4 separate regions of the Mus musculus genome follow, and regions 1, 2 and 3 are each linked to region 4. Evidence: chromatin contacts called from public HiChIP or PLAC-seq data. All regions are on one chromosome and are shown on one strand. The core of a region is the stretch at or near the end of the contact, and the rest is flanking DNA. Distances in the headings are between cores, read along the strand shown. Region 1 holds the start of Npepps (aminopeptidase puromycin sensitive). Region 2 overlaps Plxdc1 (plexin domain containing 1). Region 3 overlaps Socs7 (suppressor of cytokine signaling 7). Region 4 holds the start of Pcgf2 (polycomb group ring finger 2).

Region 1 (5,337 bases), core at 308-2,807, 420 kb after region 4:
CATACACAGTTGGATTAGAATAAACCAAACTGGCAGAATTATGAAGGAAGCTGTTTATAATGTTCTCAAGGAGAAAACCAGAAACAACTGGGTCTCAATTCCAGCTCCACCAATTATTAGCTGTACACAGGTCTAGAGCAAGTCATGATCTTTCTATGTGCCTGTTTTTGCATATATAAAACAGGTTGGGGGTCCACCTCACAGAGCGTCTGAGAGATAAAATGAACGTGTAAAGTGTTAGCAAGTATTCCAGACATATTAAAGGCCCGTCTCTTTAAGAATTGCATCTGTGTTTCTAAAAAGCACGTAGGATTTTTGGAGGAAAGCAGGGCAGGTTGAGGATCCACAACTGTGCTGCCCAATACAGTAGGCATTAGCCATGTGTTGCCCTGGCTGTCCTAGAACTCACTCTGTAGTGAAGGCTGGCCTCAAACTCAGAGAGATCTGCCTGCCTCTGCCTCCAGAAGCCAGTACCACCACTGCCAGGCACCTCATTAGCATCTTTAAAATGCATTACATGATGAAATTATAATCTGAATATATTGGGCTAGGGAGATGAGGTGCAATAACTTCTGTTGTTTTAATTCTATCTAGTGGCTCACAGTGTCATGTCTGTAGGACAGTGCTTGTTTAGTTTTGACTCTACCTTACAAGTTTCTATAAAAGAAATACGCTTTTAGGAATATTTTTGCCTTGATTTAAACATAGGTCTTAGAGATAACTACAGAATGGAGGGAGCCACAGTTAGGATACTTTTACAGAAGTCACAACTGGTAAAGGGTCTTTTCAGTTAAAAAAGCAGAAACAAAAACAAGGGGCGTGGGGGTGTGGCTCAGTGGCATGGCGCTTGCCCAGCCTGTGTAGAGGCTTTGAGTTCAAAGCCTAGCACCACAGGAAGGGAAAAATCCGGAAACAGACAGTTGATCATTATTATCATCTGTGTTTTCTTAATCAAAATCTTACTGTGTGCCCAGACCATTCTGGAACTCACTCTGTAGTCCAGGCTGGCCCATGATGATCGTCCTGCCTCAGCCTCCGTGCCCAGCAATGAAGCATCTTGTTTTAAATATGAAATCGTGGGATCCTGTATTTCTAGTCTTTGAAACCACTCTCCTAAAAGGTCTAGATTTCACTGGTTGGAGCGACCTTGAATAACTAAGTGTTTCCTCGGAAAACTGTTTTCAGATCATCCCTTCAACTGGCTATTTCCTAGGGAAAAAAAAAAGCCTCAGGTCGGGCTCACACCGCTGAGGTGGAATGGCTCTTTCCACGCGTCCCCTACCCCCCCGCGCTGACTTGACCGCTGCGTAGGCTTCCATTTTCCACAGAGCTCCTCCATGCCCTTCGTGGCTCTTTCCTGCCACCGGCCGACGACAGGTGCAGCGCCAAGCGCCTCCTCTCGCCTTCCCCGTTCGCCGACCGCGGCCTCGCCGCCCCGCCCCGCCCTCGGCGCGCGCCCTCAGCGGGGTCGCGCCCGCCCCGCGGGGTCGCGCACGCAGCCGCCGCCGCCTCCCTCCCCGCCCTCCTCCCCTGCCCTCCCCTCCGCCCCCTTCCCCGTAGGCAGCCCGCCCGCACCGCCGCCCGCCCGCCCGCCCGGCCCAGGCACCCGCTGGGTCTGTCCCCCGCCCCAGCCTCCCCGGCGGCTCTCGGCAGGCGGTCGCCCGCGCCCGGTGAATGTGGCTGGCAGCCGCCGTCCCCTCCCTCGCTCGCCGCCTGCTCCTCCTCGGCCCTCCGCCTCCTCCCCTCCTTCTCCTCCTCAGCCGCTCCTCTCGCCGCCGCCGCCGCCTCCACAGCCTGGGCCTCGCCGCGATGCCGGAGAAGCGGCCCTTCGAGCGGCTGCCCGCCGAGGTGTCGCCCATCAACTACAGCCTCTGCCTCAAGCCCGATTTGCTGGACTTCACCTTCGAGGGCAAGCTGGAGGCCGCCGCCCAGGTACTGCGACCCTCGGGCGCCGGGGGGCGAGCAGCGGGCGGGCGGGCGAGCAGTTAGGCCGCGCCCGCGGGCTGGGTTGGAGGCCGGGGCGGGTTGGGCGCGTGGGCCGCGGGACCGAGCGGGAGGCGGGTGCGGCGCGCCCCTCGAGCCGGCCGGCCGGGCGGGGACCGCGCTGCGGGAGTCTGCGGGCGGTGCGCCCCTCGGGGGGCCAGCACACCTGTGTGCAGCGCCCCTGGTCCCCGCCTTCCGGGCCCCGAGCTCCGGGAGAGGCTGGGTGGGGGCTGGGGAACTAGAAGGGGCTAGGACTGCCTGCTCGGTGGCACCCCTGCGGACTGCGTTCTTTCCTGGTCGTCCCTTTACTCCGCCGGGGATAGGTTGGAAGGGGCGGTCATCAGGCACTTGAGAGCGAGGAGGGGCGAGTCTAGAAGGTTGGGGGCAGGGGGGAGTGGAGCGAGAATGTTAATCCCAGGCAGCCTCACCGAGTTCTCCCGGCCTGATCCTGCCCAGGGGCCGGGTTTCCAGGATGATCCGCCCCCTCCCCCTTCCCCTCAAATGACAGTGCAGCAGTGACTTTGTTCTCCCCTAACCTCCAGAGAAGCCGCGGAGGACCCTAGCTCCTCTTCTCCTATCCGCCTTGCTCTCGCAACCTGTGAAGCTGGTGGATTTATTGCTTCAGTGGCGGTTGCTTAGCAGTCCCCTCTTCTGAAAGAAAGCTCTCAGTCTTAGCCTGCCACTGGTGAAAATATTCCATTACTCTTCTTTGCAGTTTTTTTGGTGAATCATACGCTCCTCCCTCCTCCCCGAAGCATTATCTGGCAGTATTGTTTGATTTCGGAGACCATCCATATAGATGGCTCACAGAGGTCTCAAACGGTTACGATAAATAACCATGGGTATGATGTGTTACGTGAGATCGGAAATGAAAATTGGGAGCTGTTTGATAGCTATCTGTGACAGGAGTGGTGGAAATAGAATTGGTTCCGTTTCTTTTCCTACCCCAGCTAGGGGTTGGGGAACACGAGTGGTGGAGGAAGCCAGGCCAGTAGGCCTCAACCAAAAAGATGAGGGAGGGTGTGTGTTGCAATGAAATGAGAGAAACGTAGACTAGAATTTGAGTGATTTGAAAGCCGAGAAAGTATGATACTCGAGTTTGAAAATCTGTGTAAAAGTACAGAACTTAAAAGTATGCTTTTAGATTTGGAACATTGGCTTTGCCAGCCTTAGATGCTGGCAGCATCACTGTCCACAGCAGAGTGCCTTGTGACCTTTGGAGAAAGGGCCTACACTTGGGATGAGTTTGAATTATGAGAAAACACTAACTTTAAGGAAGCTGGCCCGAGTTAATAAATCTGGAAGGTGTGCGCACTGAGTGAAGACATTGAGGAAAAAGCAGTACAGATTTGCTTACAGGTTATTGAGGTTTATGGACATGTTAGAACAACAAGCAGCAACATGTTCCCCCGCCCCGCCCCCCCTCTAAAAGTGTGTTTGTGTGTGAGTGGGTGGGGGTGCGTGGGAGCTATGGTATGTATACTCTCTGTCTCTTACCCTTTCACTATGGGATCTCGGGTTCTAACTCAGGCTGCTTAGTTTCCATAGTAATCACGTTTACCTCTTCCTACTTCTCTGAAGAGCTGGAAACAAGTTGGAGGGCACATCTTTATTCCCAGCACTTGGGAGGCAGAGGCAGGTGGATTTCTGAGTTCCAGGCCAGCCTGGACTATAGAGTGAGTTCCAGGTCAGCCAGAGCTACCTACACAGAAAAATCTGTTTTGAAAAACAAAACAAAACAAACAAAAGGAGATGATAATATGTGGAAGATTGGTTTCTGCCTTTGCGGAAGCACAAGGTTGTATGTTACCTAGCAGCGGGACTTAGTGTCCTTGAACTCACTGTCTCTTGCCTCAACCTCCAGAGCAGCTTAGATTCTTGACACACACCATCATGTCTGGCTGATTTGTGAATCTGATCCAAGGAAGTAACTGGATCTTTTTGATAGAATAGACTTTACAAAGAAGGAACAAGGCATTCCCGTCTTTAATTTTGTGTCCTACTGTGAGTGCATAGGTGTGTGTGGGTGTGCATACACGAGTGCCGAGGCATGCATGTCCATAGAGGTCACTGGACAGGTTTTCAGAGTAGGTTCTGTGTTTCCATCATGTCGGCCCCGGGATTGAGCTTAACTCAATAGTCTTGGCAGCAAATGCCTTTACCCACTGAGCCACCTTTCTGATCTTCAAAAAAGAAAAACACAAAACAAAAAAAATTTTTTTTTCCTCCCAGAGAGTCTTTTCAGGCTAGGTGGCAACATAAAGATGGGGTAATAGCAAATTTAACAAGTTGATTAAGGGATAATTAGACTTTTTAGTTGTCCCTTTTGAAGTATAAAAGAATTCACAGTAGTTAAAGCAACTAGATCCTTGACGCTGTATGTTGGAATAGTAGCATTAGGTGGTATCATTGTGGAAATTAAAAACATTGTAAATTTTAGATTGGTTAATGACATTAGGTAACTTTCTTAGCAGTTCGTATCATACTACATGGAATATTGAACCATTTTTCATGGTTGCCTTAGTTGTTTTAGTTGCAAAATTGAATGCAGAGTATTTGTACACGTTATATATTAGAGACTTGGTGGATTTTTAACCTGGCCTCAGGTGTCGGACTTCTGAAAGGTGAATGTAAAAATTGTCTTTTTACATAGATGAATTTTCTTTTCTTTTTTTATTTGTTTTTGTTTTTCTGAGACAGGGCTTTTCTAGGTAGCCCTGCCTGCCCTGGCACTCACTCACTAGATCAGGCTGACCTTGAACTCAGAGAGCCACCTGTCTTGTCTACTGAGTGCTGTGATTAAAGGCCTGAGCAACCATCGCCCAACTCATAGATGGCTATTCTAATTTAGCAGGGTTTTGAAATGGGGTCTTATACTCCGTGGCTGCCTTGGAATTGAGCTGCGTATTCCTGGCCACCTTCAAAGGCTTATCATTCCTCCTGCCATTGGAGTGCTAGGATTGTAAGCATGAGCCGCTGTGCTCAGTTTCAACAGGCTCTGAACATGTCTCAGGGGCCTGGAGAGATTTGTAGGCTTATAATTCATTTCATTTTCACTTTTATATTTGATGTTTTGGATCAGTAGACGCTTGAGAGATTTCAAAATCGGATCTGCCATTATTGATGATGAATTAAATTGGGTTCCAGGCTTACGTGAGTGTGACTGCAGCCTCTGCTTGAGTAGCTAGAACAGGAGTAGGACACTACTGTGGAAACCCGCTGTCTCAGAGAAATCAGGTTATACTAGCCTGTTTCTGGGCTCTAGCAACAAAATAGTCCATGTTGCAGCTGACTCCATCTCCAGTAAAGGAGAGTAACAGAAACCGAGGGTTTGGCAGCTGAAAGTTTGTCATC
Region 2 (6,049 bases), core at 749-3,248, 260 kb before region 4:
TCCCCGAAACCCTGTTTTCTCCTGCTGTCACACCTGCATGTTAACACGATCCATGTCGAGAGCCAATGATAGAAGCTGCAAAACAGACAGAGCTTGTGCAGGCCTTGAACTGAGTCCTGGGTCCTGCTCAGCCAGCCCTGCTCTGGGCCAGAGCTCCCTAAGGAATGCAACCCCTGACCTGAAGGAACTCATATCCTATGGGTATAAGAGTCCTTTAAAAAGGCCGGAGAGGTGGCTCAGAGGTTAAGGACACTCCTGCTCCTCTGCAGGTCCCATGTTCAATTCCCAGCACCCACATCATGGCTCACAATCGTCTATAACTCCAGTTCCAGGAGATCTGCTAACCTCTCCTGGCCTCTTTTGGCACTGTGCACACACCTGGTACCCAGACATATATGCAAGCAAAACACTCACACACGTGAAGGAAGTAAACCTTATGTTGTTGGTTGTAAGCCTATCCTCTAACAGCTGAGCCATCTCATCTTCAGCCCAGAAGTACGTACATCTTAATGAAAGAAAACTTGAAGAAGCCAGATCAGATAGCTCAGAGTGTGGGCTAGCCTCTTAAGGGATTGAGCACTTACTGAGCAGCCAATTACTCCACTCTCGCCCCAGACAGGGTCTCATGTAGCCCAGGCTAGCCTCAAACTCACTGTAGTTGAGGATGGCTGTAGTTCTGGGACTTCAGGGATTTGTACCAGGCCTTTTTGGATCATGGAAAAAAAAATTTTAGGGACCGAAGACACCAAGGCCCTGAGGCAGACAAGTGTTGATGATTTCCAGAACAGAGAGACACCCAGTAAAGAGGGAGAAAAAGGGGGGTGCAGGAGTGGGGGTGGGCACAGGATCAGACCACTGCCATCTAAAGTTTGTTTAGGTGACAGGCGTCAGAGACTTAAGAGCCATCCTTCCAACGTGTCATCAAAAACCTAGGCCCCACCCAGCTCTGTACCCTTCCATCCTTAGGATGTGGTACCTGCCCTTAAACTTACAATGTGGTTTTTGGAGCTCCAGCTATCAGGTCTGCATGCCAGACTGGAGGAGGAGGAAGAAGAGGAGGAGGAGGAGGAGGAAGAGGAGGAGGAGGAGGAGGAAGAGGAGGAGGAGGAGGAGGAAGAGGAGGAGGAGGAAGAGGAGGAGGAGGAGGAGGAGGAGGAGGAGGAAAAAGCTAACAGGGACAAGCAGTTAAATTGGATTTCTTCCCAAAGACCCCATTAAAATCTCCATAGCCAGTTGTTTGTTTTCTGTTGTGCTGTTGTATGCTGGACATATTGCTTACTCTGATGCTCCGTTAGTGACAAGGAATCTGGAATGCACGTTGTCTAGGCAACGCCAGGCTCTGGCCCACAGGGCCTAGCACACTGTGGTAAGAGGTCCAACATTCATTCTCTCTAACTGAGCGCCAGGGTGTCCTAAGCAGGGGAGTGACAGGGAGGGAGGCAAACAACTCCAGGCTGCCCCCACGGAACCACAGCAGCTTACAGCTGAGGGTACCTGAATTCATTTTCTGCTGTAAGACATTTATTCTCTCCCGGGCCTAGAGTCTGAAGCCACTCTCCTTCTGGAGGCCCTGGGAAGAGCCACTCCTGCCAGCCTCTTAGCTCCTGGCGACTCCTGGGCATCCCTGGCCCTCCTTGGCCTAAGGACATCAGTCCAGTCTCTGCCTCTGCGATCACATGACTTCCTGGGTCTCATTTCCTCTGTCTGGCTCTTGCCCTCCAGAGATAAAGATAGCATCTGGGCTGTGGTGGTGATGCCTTTATTCGAAGCAGGCAAGTGGATCTCTGAGTTTGAGGTTAGCCTGGTCTACTGAGTGAGTTTCAGGATAGCCAGGGTCACACAGAGAGACCATGTCGTCAACAACAACAACAACAGAGACAGCAGCCATTGAATCAAACTTCTCTAATCCAGGGTGACCTTGACTCTACTTACTTGAAGAGACTCTGTTTCTAGGAAGGTCACCTTTGTGGATGCTGGAGAATGGGATTGGACACACCTTTAGGGAGGCTGAGCTTAAAGCCACCGCAGCATGCCCAAGGAATGGAATGTCCTTCCCACTCCTCCCCTTCAGAGCCAGCCAGGCCTTCAGCCTGAGTTTTGATGAGGCAGGTTTATTTTCAAATTCGCAACCCATTCCTCACTGGTCTCTTAGTCATAAGAGGGCATATTGTGCCTCAAATGCAGTTTGTTGGAATTTCTTCTGTTGCTGGGCAACAAACCCTGCACCTTGCATGTGCTCTCACGCTGAGCTGGGTCCCAAGCTGGGCTTTCACTTGCTTTGTGTTTGCTTATTTATTTATTATTCCTTGTATTTTGAGGCAGAGGCTCAACAAGTTACCTGGGTTGTCCCAGACTCTATGTAGCTCTGGCTGGCCTTGAACTCGTGAGCCTCCTGTCTTAGCCTTCCAAGTCCCTGGGATTAGAAACACGTGCCACCTGACGCCCACACACTTGTTGAGCACTGATCAGGTGAGGGAGAACCTTGGTCCAAAGGTACAGAGGTGACTCCCTTGTTTCTGCATGTCAGGGGCTGACGTTGAAGCAGGAGCAGTCATCTAAGGCTGCATGGTTGCACATGCCTGAAATCCTAAGCACTTGAGAGGTAGAAGCAGGAGAATTGGGAGTTCAAGACCAGTCTTGGCTACGTAGCAAGTTCTAGGCCAACCTCAGCAAGTTCTAGGCCAACCTCAGCTACTCGATTGAGACCCTGTGTTAAAATCAACCTGTATAGTAGTGGCGCACGCCTTCAATCCCAGCCCTTGGGAGGCAGAGGCAGGATCTCTGTGAGTTTGAGGCCAGTCTGGTCTACAGAAGCTAGCCAGGGCTACACAGAGAAACCCTGTCTCAAAAGCAAACCAAAATGAAACCAACAAGTTGGGGTGAGGGGAGTGGGGGCTGATTTTCTTTTTTTTTTTCAAAATTTTAAGCTCTATTTTTTTAAAGATTTATTGTCTTTTTATTTATGTGTATGTGCACGTGGTGCCCACAGAGACCAGGTCCCTCAGAGCTGGCGTTTGCAGGTGACTGTGAACCCCGCAGTGTGGATGCTGGGAACTGAACCCTGGTCCTCTGACGGAGCAGTAAGCACTGTTAGTGTGGAGTGAACCGTCTCTCCAGCCAGAGCTGGCCTTTATTAAACTATTTTGTTTGAAATGGGAGTGTAGCCTGGCAAAAGCAGGTGGTTCCAGCAGAATCCCCCCATCCCATGTTTCTTTACTTACCCCCCCCACCCTTAGCCCACCCCAACCCTAGAGCTCCAAAATGTTCTCACAGGGAATTGCTTGTCACAGGGAGCCATGCTCTGCCTCTCTGCAGGCATACAGTGGCCAGGGCCCCACTTCCCAGCTTCCACTGGGCTCAGGCCAAGCACTGGCAGTTGGCTTGCTCAGCAGGAAGAACACGGTTTGCTCTGTTGTGTCTGCAGCCTGATTAATGATCCATGATGCCCGGGGCATCACCGTAGCCGAGGTAGCCTTGGGAGCCTTTGACCTCCCTGATGCTGCCTCCTGTGAGGTGCTTTTGGGACAGCTCCAGGCAGTGCTGAGACAGCCCAGCTCACTGGCTTTCCCTGGCCTGCTATAAGGGTTGGCCCCAGATGCTCCTCTGAGGGAGACTTTGGAAAGAAACCCAGCCTGCTGTGGTATCTGCATCAGCCACACAGGGAGATGTGAAATTATCCCCTGAGGAACTCCTCACTTCTCTCCTCCATCTGGTGACCACAGAGAACAGGCACTACTGTTTTCTGTTCTGCTCTTGCCTCTGTGCCTGGGTTCCATTGCCTGTGTCCTGCCTCCGCCATCAGACTAGCAACTCTGGCGACTACCTTCTCCATTAGACATCTAAGACCTAGTTGTTATAGCTGTTGTATTTTCTCTCTTTTCTTAGGCAGGTCAGAGATTATGTCCTCTGTGATCTAGGCATGGTCCTTGAAATGAAGGCTTTATCTGGGGCTTCTCCATCATGTCCCCAATACTGATCTTGCCCTTCATCATGCTCTGAAACATTTAGAGTTACAGGATAACTCTGGCTTGTCTGGACAGGACAGGGCTGAGTATACGTGGAGCAACGGCCAGACTTGTTGAGGAATGGCTTGGGAGAGACACCAAGGGTGTTGCAGGGACTTTCAGGCCTAAAGCATTCAGTCAGGTGCGCTGGGCCAGGAGGATATTGGGAAGTCTGAGTAGGGAGAAGCAGAGGATGGTGCCCAGCTTGCCTGGCTCCTCACGCCACCTCTAGGCTCTGTCTCTGTCCCCGCAGGAGGACAACCATAACTACTACGTGTCCCGTGTCTACGGCCCTGGTGAGAAACAAAGCCAGGATCTGTGGGTGGACCTGGCTGTGGCCAACCGGAGTCATGTGAAGATCCACAGGATCCTCTCCAGTTCTCACCGACAGGCTTCAGTGAGTGCCTAGGCCTAACAGGACTCGGGGCTAGGCCAGCAATGGCGGCCTGGGAGTACATGGGGCTATGGCCTGAGATTTGTAATTGGAGCGGGTTCAGTCAGAGGAAGCTCAGTGGGGTACCCAGCTGTCATCCTAGGAGCCATCCCCTGGATATGCTGGTGCCCACATTGTTCAGATAAGTCTGGTGTAGGGAGGGTGACCTGTGTCTGGCAGGCAGTACCACCCATGGGGACTCTCTCCTGTCCCTGCAGAGAGTGGTCTTGTCCTTTGATTTCCCTTTCTATGGGCATCCTCTGCGGCAGATCACCATAGCAACCGGAGGTAAGGACAAACCAATGAGGTTGGGGGGAGGACGTGGAGGTCTCAGCCTGACTCAGAGAGGGACTCACTGAAAACAGGTGGTGGATAGGTGGGTGAGGGAGGGAGGAACTCAGGGACTGTCTCAATTGCCCCACCCAAATCAGATGATCTGTGTGCGTGCCTGCCTGTGGGACTCTGAGCATGAGTTCATTACTCTGGGCCCAAACAGCTGGCATGTGGACCTCTGGGGTCTCTTTTTCGGAGACCGAGGGATCAAGGACTCAGGTCCCCTGATCCGAGGACCTCTCTGACTTCCTGTTACTTTCATCCTATTTCCTGAAACAGGAGAGGTTGGGAGTCACTTCCTCTCCCTTCTCCCACCCCTTGTGCTTGTAATCTGTGCCTATCCAGAGATATGGGGCAAGCATTCTCTAATCTGGGCCATTTTTCTATCTCACCAAGTACAGAGCCCACTGGGTAGGGAGGGGTTGAAGCCATCAGACTCTTTTCTAGCCCCTGCCAGTGGGGGGATGGGGGAGACCCTAGAGGTAACTTTTTGACCCATCTCTGATACCTCCAAACTTCTCTCTCCTTAGGCTTCATCTTCATGGGGGACATGCTCCACCGGATGCTCACAGCTACGCAGTATGTGGCACCCCTGATGGCCAACTTCAACCCCGGCTACTCTGACAACTCCACGGTTGCTTACTTTGACAATGGTGAGGTCAGATCTTAGAGTATATAGTTCACCCAGCACCGGGGTGGGTGTTCCTGGTCTAACCACTTCCTGGGAGCCCTCAGCCCACAGTCACACAGGCAGGCAGCCACCTTTCCTTCTACCCTGTGCTGTCTTCTCATCTGAAAGAAGGGAACTGAGGTGGTGCTGTCTAGCCTTGTTGAGCCAGATGAGGGTGCCAAACCTTTCGGGGAGGGGGTGTCCTCTGCTTCTTACAACCATGAGCCCCCACTCATGTAGGAGACAGGCATTTCCATGTTCTCCTTTTGTCTCCAGGAATCAGGAGAGGCAAGAGAGAGGTGTGCACATCATAAGAGATGAGCAATTTGGAGAGCTAGAGCAGAAACAGGATCTTTTGGGGGCCTCTATGACTCGGAAACCAGGCTGGTGTCTGTGGGTTGCTTAGTTCCCGCTTCTCAAACTCACAAATGGCTCCCATCTCCGACCACCACGATATCTGCTGGGTCCCCTGCACTGTCTCCCTGTTCAGCCAAGACTCTGTTCTCTTCCCCAGGGACCGTTTTTGTGGTTCAGTGGGATCATGTTTACCTCCAGGACCGGGAGGACAGGGGCAGCTTCACCTTCCAGGCGGCCCTACACCGAGATGGC
Region 3 (5,795 bases), core at 436-2,935, 300 kb after region 4:
GTAGCTCACATTAGTTGTTTGCTCAAATTAAGAGACAAGAAGGAACCCTTATCTCCTGAGGAGTGTGCTGGGCACACCACCACCCATTTGGCTTTCTAACATTTTCAGACAAGGTCTCACTCTGTAACCTAGGCTGGCCTCAAACTCACTATGAAGCTCAGGCTGATCTTGAACTCATGGCACCTCCTCCTGCAGCTTCAAGTGCTAGGAATGTAGGCATGAGTCACTGTTCCCAGTTTCAAGACTCCTTTTAAAGAAAATGTTCAGGCTCAGTCAGCATGGAATTTCCCAACCATCTCTTGGTCGTCCTTTAAGTCTGTCTAAAAGAAAATAGACCAAGATTCAAGTCCAAGGGCCCGAGTGGCCCTGTGGTCTTCTTGTATTGTCACCTCTCTGCACTCTGGCACAAAACAGGTGACAGTGGCACCATCTCACAGGATTGTAGAAAAGATTATACAAAAATAGGGGCAGGAAGTTCTAGGTCCACATGAATGAGCCACATACGATTCATACTTCCTACAAGGGTTGAATTAATTCAGCTCGTTATTTTTAGCTTTAGAAGCAAGAGAACGGTTCTGACCTTGTCATTTAATTCTGATAGTCCATATTCTGCTATGCCACCTGGTGTTGCTTTTTTGAGGACCACAGTGGTATAGCCTACTCTGCCTTCTTCCCTCTAATAGCAAGTAGAGAGCCCTGAAGGGAGAAAGGAGGGTGGCCTGGGAGGGAGTGGAAAGGATGAGAGGGAAGAGGCTGCTCCTCCTGCACCTGCTGTCTGTGAGAACAAAGCCAGGCATGATGCAATCTGGTCGGGTGCAGCTGAGGCTGCCAGGCCTGGAGAGTGAAGTGGGTGTCAGTCGGGGAAGGTGGCAGGCACCAGAGAGTGTACACAGGTGTCCCTGGATGCCTGACAGCCCAGCCCCAGCCCCGCCCCCTTCATCTGACTACCACTGGATCCCTCCCGAAGCTCTTCACCCTCCTAGCCCCTCCCCAAATCCTTGCATCTGCCCTGACATGATGCAATGAAGACTTCAGTACAAACCGCCTTCTCCCGTAGGCAAGGGCTGGACAAGAGACCCAGGAGATAGATGCACAGGCCCTGTTGGCCTTCTCCAGCAGGTCTCCAGTGCCTGCTGTCTCTTGTCATCTTAGAGACAAGAGGGCAAATCCCCCCCCCCCCCGCACGTGTCCCCCCCACCCCCCAGGAGGAGGCGAGGGAGGCTGGAGGAGACACAGAACAACATATATTTAGAGAATTACACCGAATCCTAAGATGATACCAAGCCGGGCAGGGGTCCCAGCATCTGTCATTGGCCATCGTCAAGTCGGGGAGTGAGGGTGGCACCCACCATAGGGTAGGGTTGTCAGTCTCAGCTCTATACATCGCCAGTGAGTCTAAAAAAACATGGCTCTTCCTGCATCTTAGAAAGGATTTTGTCCCTCGCGTCAGGTAGAGGATTCGGGACAAGCCAGGGTCCCCAACTAGCCAAGGAGAAATCCGGCCACAGACCAGGACTGGAGATGCTGTTTGTGAATATTTATCCCAGCCTCACCAAACTGCAGCTGGGTGGCCTGGCTCAGAAGAGCCACTAGGTGGCAGAAGCAGCTCAAAGGCGCACTCGGCTACGCCCACTCTTCCTCCCTCGCAACCTCGTGGTAGACCCCACCCTCACCCCCGCGACTCCCGGTCGCCACGCCTCCAGCCCGAGCCCCAGAACCGGGTGACTCGAAGATCCTGTCCTGCGTCCAGCGGGATGCCTCCTCGGCATTCCCTTCCCTGTTGAGGGTTCACTGCCTGGTTCAGTTTGGCCAACCACAGCCAAGTCCATCGTATAGATTCCAAGGATTGAACTCAGGTTGCCTTGGCAACAAGTACCGTACCTGCTAAACCTTTTCACAGGCCCTCACATGTGGCTTGGAGTTTGTTGGTTTTTTTTTTTTTTTGGGGGGGGGGTGGATTGTTTTTTAGACAGGGAGTCACTGTGTAACTCTGATTGGCCTTGAAGTCATAAGAGATCCACTTACCTCTGCATCCCGAGTGCTAGGATTAAAGGCATGTGCCACCATGCCTGACTAGAAGGAATTTTATTTTTTAAGATTTATGTATATGAATGTTTTGTTTTTGTTTTGTTTTGTTTTTTTCAAGACAGGGTTTCTCTGTGTAGCCTGTCCTGGAACTCACTCAGAAATCTGCCTGCCTCTGCCTCCCAAGTGCCGGGATTAAAGGCGTGCGCCACCACCACCACATTAAAGGCTTATATGAATGTTTTGTCTGCAAGTCTGTATCTGTACCAGCTGTGTCTGGTGTCCAGTGGAGGCCAGAAGAAAGACTCAAACACCCTGGTTCGGAATTACAGATGGCTGAGAGCCACCATGTCTGAGGTTTGGGTGCTGAGAACCCAAACCTGGGTCCCCTGCAAGAACAGTGCTGTTAGCTACAGAGCCTTCTTTCCAGCCCCTGGAATTTTTTTGTTTTTTTAAGAATCGGAGGGAGGGGGGCTGGTGAGATGGCTCAGTGGTTAAGGGCGCTGACTGCTCTTCCAAAGGTCCTGAGTTCAAATCCCAGCAACCACATGGGGCTACAACCATCCGTAACGAGATCTGACGCCCTCTTCTGGTGTATCTTAAGACAACTACAGTGTACTTACATATAATAAATAAATCTTAAAAAAAAAAGAATTGGAGGGAGGAAGCAGGAAGCAAGAGCTCTTGGTAAATTGCTGAAACTGTTTGGATAAAAAGGGGACTGCCTGGCCAGGTGGTGGTGGTGGCACATACCTTCATGGAGGCAGAGGCAGACAGATCTCTGAGTTCAAGACCAGCCTGGCCTATAGAGCAAGTCCCAGGACAGCCAGGGCTACACGGAGACTCCTAGAAGTCCCCCTGTGATTCACTTAGGGAAGTGGCTTCCCAGAGAATTCAGCAGGAAACCTGCAGACAATTTCCAGGTAGCCCAATGGCCCCTCAAGCAGGAAGCAGGATAAGAGGGAGAAGGGAGGGCTGGAGAGATGGCTCAGCGGTTAAGAGCACGGACTGCTCTTCTGAAGGTCCTGAGTTCAAGTCCCAGCAACCACATGGTGGTTCACAACCATCTGTAATGGGATCTGACGCCCTCTTCTGGTGTGTCTGAAGACAGCTACAAGTGTACTTATAAATAATAAATCTTAAAAAAAAAAAAAAAGGAGAGAGAGGGAGAGGGTAGATAGGGGTTAAAGTAGTTCCCAGAACACACCTGAGGTATTAAGGAAAGCAACAGGCCTTGCCCAGGAGCTGGGAGGGCAAAATGAAAAAGCAGCAAGCCAGCCTTACAGCCAGCCTCACCAGGATGGTTGCTGCCACAGTAAAATGTGCCAGTCCACCCTGAGCCACTGCTCACCCTGACAGGAAGACTCTGGGCACCTGCCCACCCTTCCCAAGGTTCTCCGGAATGCTCCTGCACTTCCTAGGGCAGCTCTGGGAAGTGGCCTGTTTCAGTCTTAGGAATTTTCCAACAACCGTGCTTTGGAGACAGTACTGGCTGTGTTCTGCATGGCTGCCAGTGCAGGGACCCATGCCTGACAGAGAGTGAAGAGTCAGGAGAGAGACTAAAAACAAAGCCAAGTAACAGATCATTTCTAAACATTTTTATTTCAAATCTCTTTTCATCCCTCCCCAAAAAGACATGGGTCGGTACAGCAATCATAAAAAGGAGATACAAACACAAGAGTCAAATGTCTCCCGCGCTGACACTTACAAAAAACCGGGAATTATACACACAGTTTCCAAACAGGACCTGCAGCAGCTACTAATGTCCCTTTACAAGAGTCACACATGCCTATTAGTACAGTATTTACAGACACCCCACTCTGGAACTAATCTACAGGGACATCCCAACACCCACCCCTCTATGCCCAGAAAAATACCAAAACACACCCAAAGTGCATTTGTTTTGTTTATATCAAAACATCTTTCCCTCTCCCCATCCCACCCCAGACCCACCCCCATTTAAGATTGGCCTGCAAGTCTATTTTAACCATTTAGTTATTTTTTTATACTTTATGAAAATAAATTATACAGCAACTATTTTAATAAATTAAGCACAAAAAAGGGAGAATAAAGTAGGGAAACTAAATGGGAAGACAAAAGCCAGGCCACGCTTTGGCTTGGAGGGCAGGGGTGGCTAAGCAGGACAGAGTGGTTATGGGGGTACAGCTCCCCGGTGGTGAAAAAAACTCCAACCACTGAGTCCAGAATGACACCCCTCAGCACGGAGTTTCTGAAAACCCACCAGAATGCACAGCGGTCAGTGCCTGTGCTATGCAGCACCAGTGCAGCACCTGTGCAGGCATCCTCATGTCTGGCCTGCCCAGAGCGGTGCCTGGCTCTTGCCCGTCCCTCTTGGGAGCACCAGGGATGGAGGAGTGGTGGCATCAGCCCACTGCCCACAGAGCACAGCAAGTGGGCTGAAGAATGCCTTGTTTTCCCTATCTGTCTCCAGGAGCAGCTGCCGTCACAGTCCAGCTGCGATTCAATGTTGCTGTCTGCCTGGCTGCTTGTCTGCTCCTTGCTGCCTCTTGGCACTATGAGGAGGGGTCAGTGGGGCAGGGAGCGACTCCAGGGACCCTCTAAAACCCTCTGAAGATGGGATGAGTGAAAGCATGTCACAAACAGCATGCAGGGTGGGCTTTCTGGGAGGTAGATGAAGTGGGAAGGGACAGGACAAAGGACAGGAAAGACAAGAGGGACACCAGAAGAAACTAGGTGACCCCTATCCAGGACACCAGGAAGCAATGAAAGATCAAGGACACATGAAATCTGTATGTAAAGAAAGGTCCTTTCTCTGGCAGATTACAGAATCAGTATTCTATTTTCAACTGCAGTTCTGTCCCCAGAGCCCTCTCAGTGATTCAACCCAACCTCACTCCCAAAATGTTCTCCACGTTTCCAAGGAAGGGCCCCTGTCACACTGTACTGAGCACGAGGGCTCCAGTGCCAAAACAGATGGACCACAGGGGACTTGCAGACGTGACTCTTGTGGCCCAACAATTCTACAGCTATCATAATGGGGCACACCTTTCTTTCTTTTCTTTCTTTCTTTTTTTTTTTCTTTTTTCTTTTTTAATAAAAAAGGTTTTTACTCCCCAGGAGCAAATAAATCGTTTTGAACTACCGATAAACACTGCTGCAGTGAAAAGAAAGATGGCTACATGTATGCAATAGCACAGGTTCAGTGTAAGGACAGCTGTGTTGATGACTACAAATAAAAACCACATATCCACTCCCCTCGCCCCACAAACCAAACCAAGAGGATTCCCATAGGGAAAATGTCTAACTCAGAGCTCATCCCCTCCACACGTGGGCATGCCATTCTCTCATCAGAGTGGAAAGCGAACCCTAGTCCCCGCCAGTGGAGATGTTCCTAACACCCCAACTGCAGACAAGACTTGGACAAATGAGGGCGCTTTCTCGCTCGCTTACGCAAAACTCTAGACCTGTGAACGGCTCTTTCCATCTCGCCGACTTGGCCTCTCACTCCTGGGCTCAAAGGTAAGAGAAAAGCAACAAGGAAGGGAAGGAAGCTCCTACCCAGGGAAGCTTTTCCTGTCCCTACTTCCCATGGGATTGGAGCTTCAAGCAGGCCATGCCCTCCTAGAGACATGAGGCAAGGCTGAAAGGGTGGCTCCCTGGGGCTCTTCTAGGGCTGTACCATTTCCTAGTCCTCAGGGGACATGCATCACAGGGCATGTGTAGCCATCCCACCACACCCTGCTTGGCCTCAGAGGCTTAGTCCAAGTGACAGTGGGACAAGGAGAGAC
Region 4 (5,624 bases), core at 833-3,332:
GTGGCAATCAACTAGAGGACAGGGTAAGCTACAGACTTGGTGGAAAATAAGCGCTCTTCATGTTCGCTGAGCACACTGGAGAAGGTGGGCAGGAGGAAGATGTGCAAGGGACTCTTTCCATCCGTTCTCTAGACATTTGGCTCAAAGGAAGTCTCTTGTGGACTCCCTCTTCTATGTTTGCAGATCACCTGGCGCTTCAAACATGGAGAAGGGACTTTTCCAGCTTATTGCCCTCGCTGGCCCTGCTCGGTGTCAAAGCCCAGCTTACCTACTGTGCCTAAAACAGTACTTGCCGTTGGCACAGAGAACTTTCGATGTTGGGACAGTTAAGTCAGCGGCTCTCCCGATGAACCACAGGGATTAGCAATATCCCAGCATAGATGATTTATTGGAGTCTTAGTGGGTGGTGGGTCTTCAGTGTGTCCCTACTCTCCAGCGGTTTCCTTGGAACTGGACCTTAATAATTGAGGAGCAAATGGATACCCACCCCAATAAACAAAAGGTAGCCAGGCAGTACCCTTCACGTTGAGCAATTGTGTTTGCTCTAGCAGAGTTCAAGATGCTGGGACACATGGGCCGTGATGACAGTGGGCGTGTCTAACTCGAGACCCCTTTCCACAGTAGCCTGTGAGCTCGTGGTACCCGATGTAGGGATTGGGAAGCAAGTGACCGATCCTCCCGGGGCCTCTTCCGCTCCCACTTGGACCACCCGATCTAAGCGGAAATCTCTTGCCTTTCCTTTACACCGTCATTCGGCTCTGCAGGCTGAGAGCTGAGGCTGGTGGGGTCACTGGGCGGACAGACTTCACAGGGCTCCTGATAAGCGGTCCAGTGTATAAAAGCACTCACTTCGGGACTGCTTTAGGCTTGGAACAAGGAGAGGAGGCAGGCTCGACAAAGATTCGTTCCTTACTCGAGCCAACCCACCAGGCGCTTAAAGGCTTTTCAGGCCGGATAATCGAGCTCTTTGGAGGGACAGTCACAGTGGCCACCCCCCAATAAATCATAAGTAACGAATCAGCGAAATCGAGCGACCTATTGAGGTCCACGGTTCTTGTGGTAACGCAGAATCGATTCGCTTCCTTGGCGCCGTCTCTTCTAGCTCTCCTTCCTACTCTGCCCGGGGCCCGGAGCCGCTGGGGACCGGAGAGCGAGCGCTGGGTGGAGCCGAGGGCGACAGTCGGAGTGGGCTGGCACCAGCCACCTTCGCGCTCGCCGGCCCCTCCGCGGCCGCGAGGGAGGCGCACCGGCGGCGAAAAGGCGCGCGTCCTCTCTCGACTCCTCGCTTCCTATTGCGTCGGGGCCTCTCGAATTCGGCTAGTTATTGTGTCTCTGGCTCGGCGCCCGAGTTCGTGTCTCGGGCTGCTCTCCCCGCCCCGGACTGCGTTCCATTCTTCTCCGCCCGAGCACGCTGAGCGCGCCAGCCTCGGCCACAGCCAAGCCCCGAGGCCACCGTGCGTTTCCCGCGAGGTGCGAGGACCCCGAATCGGTGTGGGGAGGCGGTGAGGTCACGCTCGGGGGGGGATCACACACGCACTTAGGAATCCCAAGGGATTCAGCTGGAGTGAGCGAACCTCACTCGGACGCGTGGCCAGCGGCGCCGCGTCCCCCGCCCAAGCGCCCTTTGGTAGCGGCGACGCACCGGGTGCCGCGAGACACATTTCCGCCCAGTCTGCATCTCACCATTTTCCAAGCTCCCCAGCTAGGGTAGGGATCGCAGAGTCGGTGGAAGTGGGGAGAACACACTTATTTTAGGAGGAGGTGGTGGTTTCATGACTGAAGGTAACACAATAGGACCTTTCCTCCGGGTTCAAGGGATCTGCTTGGATAAGAGGTGGTCTCCTCTTGGTTTGGGGGAAGCCCAGCGCAAGGCGGTGGGGAGCAGCTGAGCTAGCCTCTCCCCCTCCTCTTTCCCTCTCTGCAAACATCCTGAAGGAATGAGGTCACGTGGGTGAGTAGTGGGCGGGACCTACTCTTGTCTGGAGGAAAAAAGCCATTTTGCCCCCCCCCACGGCCCCTCCCCTCCCCTCTGGTCCCCTCCCCTCCCCAAGCTGCTCTTACAAACTCCTTTCTTATCATAGGTTTCTCCCCTCCCGCCGACCGAGCGAGCGACAGGGCTGTGGTCCCCCTCCCCTCCCTTCCCTCCCTCCCTCCCATCCCCCCCTCCCCGAGACCCACCGGACCCCGAAGCCAGGTAAGCGGACGCCGACTCGCGCTTGCCTCCTTGCTACCTCGTAAGCGTCTAGGGCTGGCGACCGGGACCCGTTCACCTTTCCCCGCAGACCCCAATGGGAGCCGGGAGCCCCGGCCTGGCCTGCCGCCCGCGTCCCTTCCCGCCCCGCCAGCCGCTGTCCAAGCTCGCCCGGTCCGCCTTTCTTTCTCTCGTTCCCGGTCTCTCTCTCTTTTTTTTTCCTTTCCTCCCTTCCAAGATGGCCGAAGTGGATTCCCCCTCTTAACGATTTGGAGTCTCCCTCGACCACCTCCTCTTTGTGCAGCAGCCCCCTGCTAAGACCCTGCTTGCGAGGTATCGAGGGGGAGGGTCCGGGCGGCCACGAGGGCTTTGGGGACATACGCTAGGGTGGGTCTCGCCCCCCCCTCCGCCCCCGACCCGAGGATCTCCACAAGCTGGAGCAGACTGTGGCTCGGCCCCTTCGAGTCGGGCAAGGGTCGCCTCCCGAGTGGGCAGTGAGCGTGGTAGACGCGCGAGGACTTGAGGCCCGGAGGAAGGGGACTTGGCTTTCTGGTGGCCGAGGGAGGGCGCCCTAACTCCTGGGGTCGGGATCTTGGGCACCTCCCCCAGAGGTCCCTTTCGTCCCGGTGCGAGGCGCCCCGCCCCCTCCCTGAACCACCTCGGCTGAGCTTTTCCCTACCTCCCTCCCGGGGCCCCACCAAACTTTGGCTCTAGGGAGGGAAGGAGTGGCCACTCGGTCACTGGGGGTGCCTGATCCTTTGACCTAGGCTTCGCGGGGAAGCAAGGGTGGAGGGGAAAGAACGGGAGTGAGGAGAGATTTAGCATGCTCTGTCTTTTCATGAGTGGCCAAGGGGTCTGATGAGCTGGCCCTTCTGCCACAGGAGGCGAAAAGGGAAGCGGCTACTCTTTTCTCCTTGAGCTCTGCCGCTGCTAGCTCTGAAACCCGGGGAACCCTGAGCCTGCAGACGCCCCGCGCCCTTCCTGACTCCCAGGGGCGTCTAGGCAAGCCCCCTACTCTTCCATCCCTCACTTCCCGGGTCTATCCAAAATTGCTGTGGTTGCTTGATCGAGAAGGGTGTGTGTATGTGTAAATTTAAATATGTTTAAGTATGTACAGGTGTTACCTAGAGCTGTCCCTGCGTCTTTGTCTCTCGTAGCCCCCGGCCGAGCTCCCGCCATCCCCCATGTTGCCTCAGTCTCTTTTGGTCTTCCTCTCGCTGAGGGAGGGGCTTCTCTTAGCTGGCTCTCACAGTCTTGGGCCTCCCTCTCTGGACTTCTTGCAGTTGTGCTGTTCCCGAAACTCATGACAACCCCACCCCCACCCCCAACATACACACATCCCTGCTCCAAGGTGTTATTACTGTAATCGGAGGAGCATAAAGCCAGCTCTGTTGTAGCATTTTGGTGGAGAGGTTTTCCCAGGGGTTCCCCTGGTTTGAGGTTGGGGCTTGCACACTTAGAACTGTGTTTGGAATAAGGCAGGAAACAGCCTCCAGGATCCAGTCCGGCTGTCGCGTCGCCTGATCCTGTTCAAGTTGAAGGCTTGGGAGGTGAGCAGGGGAGGGGGAAAGGAACTCCCTGAGTGGTTGATGGAGCTGTTGCCATGGGAATGGAGAGAGGCTGAAGTGGAAGAGGTTACATGTTATACAGGTCAGATGCCTACTGTAGCGCCCCCCTACCCCCACCCCGGACCCTATAGCGGAGTGGTGGTGGGGCGCTGACCTGTCTTTGTTGCTGGAAGACTTAAATTATAATTTGCCCTGAGAGGACTAGAGGTTCGCAGAAGGTTAATGTCTGTGGCTCCAGTTTCAGGCAGGGATGTGATGGGGTGGGTGGAAATGACTTCTGCATCTGTGGAGTAGGAGCCTGGCTCCAGCCTTGCTGTGTATGTGGTGGTGTGTGTCTGGCCAAGTGTCTGTCTGGCCTGTGTGCATGACCAGGCTTATCTGGCTCTGGGTGCTGGGGATGTAAGAGATGAAGGGGGTGTGTCTGGCTCCGGATGTGAGCATCTTACTGAGCTGCTGTCTGTAAATTCTTTATTACTGTTTTATTTATTCATTTATTTATTTATTTCTGTTTTCAGGAACTGAGTGGTAGGTCGAGGCTTCTATCTTTTTTCCATGCTAAGGGCTGTACCACTGCCAAAGGTTAGGAAAAGATAAGAGGGGCTGGTGAGATGGCTCAACGGGTAAGAGCACCCGACTGCTCTTCCGAAGGTCCTGAGTTCAAATCCCAGCAACCACATGGTGGCTCACAACCATCTATAAGGAGATCTGACTCGCTCTTCTAGAGTGTCTGAAGACAGCTACAGTGTACTTACATAGAATAAATAAATAATAAAAAAAAAGAAAGAAAGAAAAGATAAGAGATTTTGTGTCCTGGTGCAGAACCCCTCTGACTCGTACATGAACACATGAGATTTGCTTGCAGAGCTGGGTCTATGATGCCGGGAGGGGAACCAATGCTAGAAATTCATGTCTACATGCTATACTCTGGCTCGTTCTGGTTTCCATTGTGCCCTAAGTTTCCCCATCTGTAATGCGGAGGTGGTGTAAGGCATTAGCTTTTGCCTCCCATTCAGCAGGCCCACAGGATGGGCGTCTCAGCAGTCGCTCTCTGTCCTTCTACCCACCTGCTCAGCTCTTCCGCTGAGTCCGAGCATCGCCCGTTTTTTTTTTTTCTGAGTGACCTTGGGCAAGTCACATCTAAGTTTTTTTTCATCTGTAAATTGAGAAGACTTCACAACAGTGCTTTCAAAGATCACATGGAGTGGGGGCTGGTTAAGAGCCCTGACTGCTCTTCCAGAGGTCATGAGTTCAAATCCCAGCAGCCAGCCATCAGTAATGAGAAACAAAACAAACAAACAAACAAACAAACAAACAAACAAACAAACTATGGGCCTGAGCAAGAGAGAGAAGGGAAGGGGGAAAGAATTTTTTAAAAGATCCCATCCACCTCATTAGTCAAGTGCTAGGATGTGACCTTGAATGACCTCTCGTGGCCTGGGGCTTGATTTGATTTGGTGCACAGCAAGGCAAAGGGAGGGCTGTAGCTGGTGTCCCTGGAGGCTGCAGGACCCGCTCTCTGTGGTATCAGAAACCAATACCTACAGAAGAAAAGTCTAGTTCGTTGGAGAGATGTGGGATGTCTGTCCGCTGTAGGCTGGAAACATAGGGAGAGATCTGTGAGCCCAAATGGCCAGGGACTGGGTGCTAGATGCTGACCAAGCCCCTTTCTGGCCTGGGGCCCCTGGGAGCCAGGAGCTAGAGCCAGAGAGAACTACAGACTGGGGGCGGGGGCAGAAGGGGCTGTTGGAGGAATGTAGAAGGGACTGGGTTCTTCCCCGGCTCCATTGACACCAGTTCCAAATGGTCACCGCCCCTTTTCTGCTTCTTGGGAACTGTCTTTCACTTTTTCTTCTCTAGGCGCTTTG

Evidence for each region. HiChIP or PLAC-seq counts read pairs in DNA pulled down with a chosen protein or histone mark.
Region 1: a contact with region 4 is called in an H3K4me3 HiChIP or PLAC-seq map of embryonic stem cells, with 8 times the contacts expected there. The contact joins the promoter of Npepps here to the promoter of Pcgf2 in region 4. A contact is called at or near these places in 1 of 39 promoter capture datasets (pre-B cells), 2 of 484 Hi-C or Micro-C datasets (both in embryonic stem cells), 3 of 115 datasets of contacts at active chromatin or transcription factors (embryonic stem cells, large pre-B cells and memory CD8 T cells) and 1 of 9 other capture datasets (pancreatic islet).
Region 2: an H3K4me3 HiChIP or PLAC-seq map of the SCID.adh cell line shows a contact between it and region 4, with 15 read pairs. The contact joins the enhancer-like site here to the promoter of Pcgf2 in region 4. A contact is called at or near these places in 2 of 39 promoter capture datasets (cranial neural crest and stem cell-derived epiblast-like cells), 1 of 15 datasets of contacts at CTCF or cohesin (the NIH/3T3 cell line) and 8 of 115 datasets of contacts at active chromatin or transcription factors (the 230-238 cell line, the SCID.adh cell line, effector CD8 T cells and 2 more).
Region 3: a contact with region 4 is called in an H3K4me3 HiChIP or PLAC-seq map of bone marrow-derived macrophages, with 4 times the contacts expected there. The contact joins the enhancer-like site here to the promoter of Pcgf2 in region 4. A contact is called at or near these places in 8 of 39 promoter capture datasets (the 3T3-L1 cell line, embryonic stem cells, hippocampal neurons and 2 more), 2 of 484 Hi-C or Micro-C datasets (the N1E-115 cell line and embryonic stem cells), 10 of 115 datasets of contacts at active chromatin or transcription factors (bone marrow-derived macrophages, embryonic forebrain, embryonic hindbrain and 5 more) and 2 of 9 other capture datasets (adipose tissue and macrophages).

What each region holds. Positions count from the first base shown.
Region 1 is chr11:97,276,796-97,282,132 of GRCm38.p6, reverse strand. It overlaps Npepps (aminopeptidase puromycin sensitive), which reads left to right and starts at 1,557. Exons shown (of 23, transcript NM_008942.3): 1 at 1,557-1,932. The coding sequence starts at 1,675. Gm11592 (a long non-coding RNA gene) reads right to left here and starts at 1,439. Exons shown (of 3, transcript XR_001780313.2): 1 at 992-1,439.
Region 2 is chr11:97,954,775-97,960,823 of GRCm38.p6, reverse strand. Plxdc1 (plexin domain containing 1) reads left to right here. Exons shown (of 14, transcript NM_028199.3): 3 at 4,258-4,401; 4 at 4,656-4,725; 5 at 5,301-5,423; 6 at 5,955-6,049. Among named protein-coding and RNA genes, the nearest start is that of Plxdc1, 29 kb to the left of the region's middle. Within about 2 kb of position 1,998, at least 62 of the 459 cell types and tissues checked have an H3K27ac peak or open chromatin away from gene starts, as enhancers often do. A contact at or near this core is called in the SCID.adh cell line and embryonic stem cells, where this site is marked.
Region 3 is chr11:97,396,356-97,402,150 of GRCm38.p6, reverse strand. Socs7 (suppressor of cytokine signaling 7) reads right to left here. Exons shown (of 10, transcript NM_138657.4): 10 at 3,609-5,795. Among named protein-coding and RNA genes, the nearest start is that of Socs7, 37 kb to the right of the region's middle. Within about 2 kb of position 1,685, at least 84 of the 459 cell types and tissues checked have an H3K27ac peak or open chromatin away from gene starts, as enhancers often do. A contact at or near this core is called in the N1E-115 cell line, bone marrow-derived macrophages, embryonic stem cells and 4 more, where this site is marked.
Region 4 is chr11:97,696,106-97,701,729 of GRCm38.p6, reverse strand. It overlaps Pcgf2 (polycomb group ring finger 2), which reads left to right and starts at 2,082. Exons shown (of 10, transcript NM_001163308.1): 1 at 2,082-2,194.